2 separate regions of the Cricetulus griseus genome follow, and region 2 is linked to region 1. A link is a contact called in public Hi-C data. All regions are on one chromosome and are shown on one strand. The core of a region is the stretch at or near the end of the contact, and the rest is flanking DNA. Distances in the headings are between cores, read along the strand shown.

Region 1 (3,723 bases), core at 588-3,087:
GCCTTCAGAACTCTGGGTCCAGGCCTCTAGGGCCGCTGCACTAGAGCGGGAGCGAAGAGGAAAACATCGAATGTGCCCCAAACCCTTGTTCTTTCCCTCTAGCCAAGGCGAGAGCCCCACCAACACCCTCTCACTGAGACCCACACTTCTGTAGTCACCTGTTCCACTCTCCGGCTCCGTAGGCCGAGCATAGGCGGCGGCCGCAGCCGCCGGGTGACCCGTGGCTCCGGGAAGTCCCAGCAGGTGCTGTGGGGCCGAGCCCAACATGGACAGCGGGTGCGGCCGCGGGCCGGGCGGCGGGCCTGGGAAAGGCCGGTTGGTCCAAGCGGGGAATTTGCCAAGCGGCGCCGAGACGAGTCTGTGTGCCGCCGCTGCTGCAGCGGCAGCCGCGGGCGAGAGCTGCAGCGTCGGGGGCGCGACGGCTGCCCCAGGAGGAGAACCTCCGGCTCCAGTAGGCGAGCGACGAGGGTTGTCCGGGCTGGTGGCCGTTTCAGCCAGTGACCAGATCTTGGGCTTCTGCAGGGCGGAGGAGGGCGCTGGTGCGGGAGCACAGGAGTCCAGGCCGGAGGGTGAAGAGGGTGTAGATGGAGGAGCCCTGGCCACAGGCGGTGGCACTGGGGCCAGACTTAGGACAGACAGTGGTCGCTCCTCCAAGCCTTCAGAGCTGTCGTCAGAGTCACTATTTTTGCAGTCCGAAATGGGTCCTAGGCCGAAGTCGCCGTTCCTGTGCGCTGCCCCAGTCAGGGCCAGGTCCGGCCCGGCTGCAGCGCTGTCTAAGTTTTCCAAATCGATCTCCTCATCCTCGTCGTCGTCGGCCAGGCCCTCGCCCCCCGTGTCCTCCTCCTCCCCTGCGAGCTCCTCCTCCTCCATCTCCAGCTCGCGTTTGCCCTCTTCCTCATCTTCCTCTTCGTCTTCCTCCTCCCGCTCGCTCCCATAAGCATTGCCCTCCTCGTCCGTGCGACTACGGGGTGCCCATGTCATTTTATTTTCCTTCTTGAGGCGCCGGCGCGCGTTGGCGAACCAGGTGGACACCTGGGTGAGGGTCATCTTGGTGATGATGGCCAGCATGATCTTCTCGCCCTTGGTGGGGTACGGGTTTTTGCGGTGCTCGTTGAGCCAGGCCTTGAGCGTGCTCGTGCTTTCGCGGGTGGCGTTCTTGGGACGGGACGGGTCCCCGAACTGGTACTGGCCGTAGGGGTAGAAGGCGGGGTGCGGGTGCGGGAACGCGGAGGCCGTGGCTGTGTGCTGCACCCCAGGGCTGTCCTTCAGCTCATATTGAGCGCCCTATACGCACATGGAAAAGGAAAGGGACACGCGCGGGGTAGCGCAAGTGAGCTCCAGCCGTCGCCGTCTCCACCCTCCCGCCGGGACCCCTGCACCCCAGCTCCAACCCCTCTTTCCCGGTTTTTTCCGGCTCTTACCAGCTGTGGGAAGATGGGCAGCTCCGTAGCGTAGGGCAGGAAGGCGCCGTAACCCTGCGCGGCAGCAGCTGCAGCTGCGGCCGCGGCGTAGGGTGCCCCGTACACGGACGAAAGCACATTGGATAGAGACCCCGAGGCTGCCAGCTCTGAGGCTCCGGCTCCCGGACCGCTCCGGCCCCCCGCGCTGCCGCCGCCGCCTCCTGCGGCTCCCGGGCGCTCCGGTGGGTAGAGCGGGCGGATGTACTGGTATCCGAGCTGGGGGAAGGACATGGTGGCCCGAGGGGCACCTACGTTGAGGGGGCCCGGCCCCCGGGGCCGCCGTGCTCAGAGCCGCACGCTGGCTCCGGAGCGCATCGGGGGCTGGGCCGAGCTCGGGCCGCGCTGCGCTGCGCTCCGCGTTCGCCTATTGATCTGCTCCGCGGCGGCGGCGGCGGCGGCGGCGGCGGCGGCGGCGGCGGCGGCGCGGCGGCGGCAGCGGCAGCGAGGAGTCAGGTCAGGTCCGAACAGATTGGCCGAGATTCCCTGGGCTCCGGGCTCTGATTGACATTTCTACGGGGCCTCAAGCCCCTCCTCTCTGCGCCGCTCTCCCTCCTCTAGGCCTGGAGAGCTGCTCTGCGCGCAGCGCTCAGTTCTGTCCTCTCCCGAAGCTGTGTCGCGCCTCGCTTCCTTCGCCCTCCTATAGTTTACACTCCCCTCCTGTCCTTTCCTCTCCCCTCCCCTCGCTGCGTCCTCCCCACCCCTCCCCCTGATCGCTTCCGCTCCCGAGGCTCCTTCGCAGTCTCGGGCGCTTGGAAACTGCGGTTCTTTTTCCTCTTTCCCTTTCTCACAGTTGCTTTTGCTCACCTCTCTTTACTTTTCCTAGTCTGACTCCTCTCTTTTAAATCTTTTTTTTCTCTCCCTCTCTCAGTCTCTCTTCCTTCTCCCTGGTCTCTGTTCTGTGTCCTGAGCTAAAACGACCTAAAGTTGTAGACACTTAGAATGCTGTGCAGGGGGTGTGTGTCCGCGTCAGTGTCTGTGTGTCCGTCCCCGCCCTTCCACCCCCTCCCTCACCCTTCCCCAAATCTCGAGTCTGACGTTGCGCCCTCTTATTCGACTTTTCCTCGCGTCTCCTCCTGGAGTCTCCAATCACCCGGGAGCCTTCTGGGCGAGGCGGCCTTCCCTCGCGAATACAGAGCGCCGGGAGGGGCGGGGCGGGCCGGGCCGGGACGCAGTCTTTTCCCGCCCCCCTCCTGCCGGCACAGGGAGGGGAGAGCCCAGACCAGGAGTGGAGGGTTAGTACAGGGTCACCTCTCCCCTCGGGTCTTCCAACTCCTCGCTTTTCAGCCCCCACAGCAGCTGTAGTTCCGGGGTGGGACGGGACCCCGGCTCCAGGCTGGCACCCGGGTTTTTCTGTGCGATGCTGTTTCCCTTTGCAGTTCTCAGCTCTGGTCCCTAGGACGCTTCCAATAGCCTAAGCGGGCAGCAAAAAGGGCAGCTAAAAGAGTTGAGCGTGCAGCCTGGGAGTAGGGAGAGCTGCCCCTCTGATCTTTTAAAAGACCGAATCTGTGTCGGGGAAACCCTACAGTTCACCACGTTAACACCTCCGGGGTACCTCGGTGAGAATTCTCATTAGAAAGTGAGTTTGGCGCCCAGGTGGTCTTGCGGAGCAAGCAGAGTTGGAGCTCCTGGCTATGGGGTGGGGGAGGAGCAGAGAGAGCCTCACCGCGGAGGCTCTGGGAACTTTCTGAGAGCACTTCGAGAAGTTTCTGTGTTGATGTTTTTGGTCGATTACGACCATTCATTTCACTGTCCCTTCTCCTGTTCTCTGGGCCCAAGGCCAGTGTTTTCTTTTGGTGACAATCCCCTAGAGCCGAGGAGCGTGTGCATGTGGGGGGTGGGGAGCCAGACTCGTTTTCTGGTAGGATATCTAAATGTTTTATGGTAGGATAACTAAATCTAACTTGAAATGTAGTGTTCAATTGCCCACCTTCACGGATTACGGTGGGCAGTGAAAAGCCACACTGAAATGCTCGGAATAGCTGTGGCTATTTAGACTGTGGCGATTTAGACTGTGGCGACGACCCACGCGCGGGCCAGGCCTGCTGCGGGCCTGCGGCCCAGACAACTCCCGGACTGCGATTCTTTAGTAGAGCGAGGAGCCCAACTTAGAGGTAGAAACACCACTCCCGCGTCTCCAGGTGATCTACGAAACAAGTCTGAATTCCCAGTGGAGGGATCTGAGGGTTCCGGGCTGATTGGCTCTGGTATGAATAGTTAAGTCAGGAAATGAAGGTTTCTTTCGCCCTGGCCCTGGACTCCAGTC
Region 2 (3,593 bases), core at 338-2,837, 580 kb after region 1:
AGGCCGGCGCCCAATCAGAGACGAGGGCTGTGTAAGGGACCGGTGGGGTGGGCCGAGAGGTTCTCGGAGAATGTAGTCCGCAGGGGTCCAACCTCTTGGGGGCGGAACCTGTAGCTGGACTGCCAGGCAAGGGGCAGCCTGCGCGCGTGCGTGAAAGCGCGCCGCGGAGCTGGTCCCAATGTGGTCAGGGTGGGGTTAGTGTGTGCGGTGGCCCCAGCTCAGTAAATTGTGCGTCCCGAGGGTCAAAATTATTGAGCGAAACTTTGTGCATAGTTATGCTCCAGCCTGCGCGTTGCTGGATTGTGAAAGGCCACAAAATGCTTGGGTTGTGCGCTATGCCGGCCGCGGTCCTGGTTCACCAGCGCCCCTGTCTGTCCCTGAGCTCCAGTGCGTCTGTAATTTGCGGCGGTGGGAGGTAGAGACCAGGGGTGAGGGTCTGTTTTGCCTTCTCACTGTATTGCCCTGTGGTGGTGATGTTGCGGGGGAGCGGGGTGGGGGGGATCTGTCTGTGATTCATTGGTGAGTGTTTGCCCGGCCAGGGCCTCGCTAAACAAACAGCGGTTGGGTTAGACACTGTTCTGCCCAGTGTTTGCAGTGCAACGGGGGCGGGTGCGAGCGAGAGGGAAGGAGACTTAGTGGAACAAAAGGGAAGAGATCCCACACCCTCGGTCACCACAAACCTGGCGGGGCGAACTGCCCATAGCCAGCCATGAGAAGCAAGCAACGCTGCATGGGGTGGCAATGTGGCTGAGAGCGACCTGGGGGACCTACTCGGGTGTAACTGCTTCTCCGCCGCGTACTTCTTGCTCACTGCCTTCCTTGGTCCAAAGAAAAGCCACACCCCCACCCAGAGTCCCCAAGTCTCCTCACTAGCCTCCTCTAGCCTTCTGGCAGGGGTTGGTGGAAGGAAGGCCCAGCCAGGGTCCTTCAGCCTAGGCCTGGCTCTCGCCCACCTGCTGCTGCGGCTGGCAAAGAGAGGCGGTCATCTCGGCCTCTGTGTGCCCTGGGCGCGGACATCCATTGGCTCTTTCTGGGACCTAAATTCCAGGTCTCCGGCTCAACCTAGAGACCTTCGGCTGGAGGGAGAAGCCGCTGTGGAGCAAGTGACGAACCACCTCCGAGGCCAGTTTTCCGGAGAATAAGACGTCCGCCAACTTCGCTATTTGCACTGGCGAGAAGGGCGCTGAGCGTTCACCCAAGCGCAGCCCGGTGTCTCTTTCTTTCCCTTTGTGTTTCCGAGCGGCCCGACACACGACAGAGGCCGGTCGTGCGTCGAGATTGCCGCTCCGCCCAGAGTTAGCAGAGGAGAGCAAAGTTGGAAGCGATCGGCGCGCTTGGGATGTGATTGTCATCCTGGGGCCGGCGCTCGAGAGTCTGAGAAAGAGAGGAGAGGAAGAGTCAGGGAGGGAGGAGGGGGAGGTCGGGCAGAGGAGGAGAGGGGGGCGGCGGAGGAGAGGCGGGCGCTAGGGAGGGGCGAGGGGAGCGCCAGTGAGCGGGAGAGGAGCCGGGGAGGAACAGGGAGAGGGCGAGGCGCGCCTGGCGGCCGGGTTGGCTGCGGCCGCCCAGAGGCTCCTGCCAGTCCCCCCACCGACTACACCCCGGGAAGGAGGAGCTTCGCGCGCGCACAAGGCGTCAGAATCCTCAATTTCCAACTTAGCATCTTGGCAGGACCTTTGCAAAGCCAAAAGCAGAGCCCCCCGGTGCAAAGAGCGAGGGGGGGTGGGGGGAGAGAAAGCCTAGCCCGGGCAAGCGGGGCGCGCAGAGGTGCGGGCGCGGCGGTCGCAGCCGGAGGCGCGCGGGAAGCCAACCAGGAGGCGCCGCGGGCCGGAGCCCGGGAGCAGGGGCTCGAAGAGCTGCGGCCCGGGGCAACCAGAGGCCAGGTGCCCGCTCGCTCGCCCTCGCAGGGCGCCGCCCGGCTCGCTGGCCGCCGCGGCGCGGCGCGCCCCATGCCCGTGTGTGGCCATGTCCTACCCGCAGGGCTACTTGTACCAGCCGTCCGCCTCGCTGGCGCTCTACTCGTGCCCCGCATATAGCACCAGCGTCATTTCGGGGCCCCGCACGGATGAGCTCGGTCGCTCGTCTTCGGGCTCCGCATTCTCGCCCTACGCTGGCTCCACTGCCTTCACCGCTCCGTCTCCGGGCTACAACTCGCACCTCCAGTACGGCGCTGACCCCGCGGCTGCAGCCGCCGCCGCCTTCTCGTACGTGGTGAGTGAGCTGGATCCGCGGCGGGAGGGCGGGCAGCCGGGACCAGGCCTGCAGACCGTGGCTGGCTGCGGGGGACACGGGCCTAGGCGCCACCTCGTCCGCCCAGCTTCGCGGCCCTTGCAAACTTGAGCGATTGTCTTGCTCGCCTTCGCCCAAGCCTCAGGCTCCGGAGTAGCTCCCTCAAGAGCCACCACGTCTCCCGGCGATTGCTTAGCTAAAGAAGGGAAGGGTTTGGGGAGGGGTTGGGGGTGACTATTAAAGAACAACATTTGGCTCAAAGCTCTGGGCCAACCTGCATTTTTTTTTTTACGTTTTTTTCTTTTTGTTTTGCTATTTTAGAAAAGTAGTTCAAAAGAAGCAAAGCCGAATTCTGAACAGCGGTAGCGAGCAAAATCTATGTAAATGTGTTTGGCCTCGCCTTTAATTAATCCTCCAAAATGTTGCAAATCCATAATCCTATCTTCGCAATCCGATTTGAAAGTATTAAATTCTGAAACGTCCAGCGAGCTGCGGTGTATCCGGGTTTTTTCGGCCGGGTGTGCTTTCTGGAAAAGCGCAACCGCTTCGGTTAGGGATAGTATTTTTGGACCGTCGGTGTGCAGGCTAAAGCTCAGCTTGTCCTTAGAGTTTCTCCGAGGATTAAAGAAAGAGCCCGACGTCCCTTATTGCACCCAACAAGCGACCGCCCTGGCGTAGAGCTCTGAGTCGCTGCCGAGGTTGCTCAGGCCTCTAAGTGAACCGTGGGCCCTGCTGCAGAGGCCAGATCTGAGCCCCGGGTTTCTCAGTAGATGAGGGCCTTCAAGGTGGTGTGCCAAGCCCTGAACAGCCTCAGGGGTCCTGAAGGACCAGATTTAGAAATTGGGGGACCCACTGCCTTCTGAGGAGGGGGAGGGGTCACTTGTGTTTGAATTAACCAGCTCGGTCTGCCTCAGGGGAAGCTTGAGTGAGGGCCGCGCTGACATGCAGACCCAGGGACAGAGGAAAAGTAGGTTTCAGCCTTAGGTGGCAGTGAAGCCCACACCCCAACCACCACCACCACTCACTTAATCTCTGCCTACTCCCCCCCCCCCCCGCAGGGCTCTCCCTACGACCACACTCCCGGTATGGCAGGTTCCTTGGGGTATCACCCTTACGCGGCGCCTCTGGGCTCCTACCCTTACGGGGACCCCGCGTACCGGAAGAACGCCACTCGGGACGCCACAGCCACGCTCAAGGCCTGGCTCAACGAGCACCGCAAGAACCCGTACCCCACCAAGGGCGAGAAGATCATGCTGGCCATCATCACCAAGATGACCCTCACCCAGGTGTCCACCTGGTTCGCCAACGCTCGACGGCGCCTCAAGAAAGAGAACAAGATGACATGGACGCCACGGAACCGCAGCGAG

What was found. A called contact is a pair of places that touch in the nucleus more often than the background predicts.
Region 2: a Hi-C map of fibroblasts shows a contact between it and region 1, with 12 times the contacts expected there. The contact joins the promoter of Irx5 here to the promoter of Irx3 in region 1. A contact is called at or near these places in 4 of 8 Hi-C or Micro-C datasets (the CHK-Q cell line, the CHO-K1 cell line and fibroblasts).

What each region holds. Positions count from the first base shown.
Region 1 is chr3:167,480,311-167,484,033 of CriGri-PICRH-1.0, forward strand. Irx3 (iroquois-class homeodomain protein IRX-3) reads right to left here and starts at 1,838. Exons shown (of 5, transcript XM_035442583.1): 1 at 1,422-1,838; 2 at 301-1,284; 3 at 159-200. The coding sequence starts at 1,691. It overlaps LOC103160963 (a long non-coding RNA gene), which reads left to right and starts at 2,231. Exons shown (of 9, transcript XR_004769252.1): 1 at 2,231-3,036.
Region 2 is chr3:168,061,674-168,065,266 of CriGri-PICRH-1.0, forward strand. It overlaps Irx5 (iroquois-class homeodomain protein IRX-5), which reads left to right and starts at 1,588. Exons shown (of 3, transcript XM_027405595.2): 1 at 1,588-2,208; 2 at 3,285-3,593. The coding sequence starts at 1,963. LOC118238499 reads left to right here. Exons shown (of 3, transcript XM_035441677.1): 3 at 1,049-1,417. The coding sequence ends at 1,142.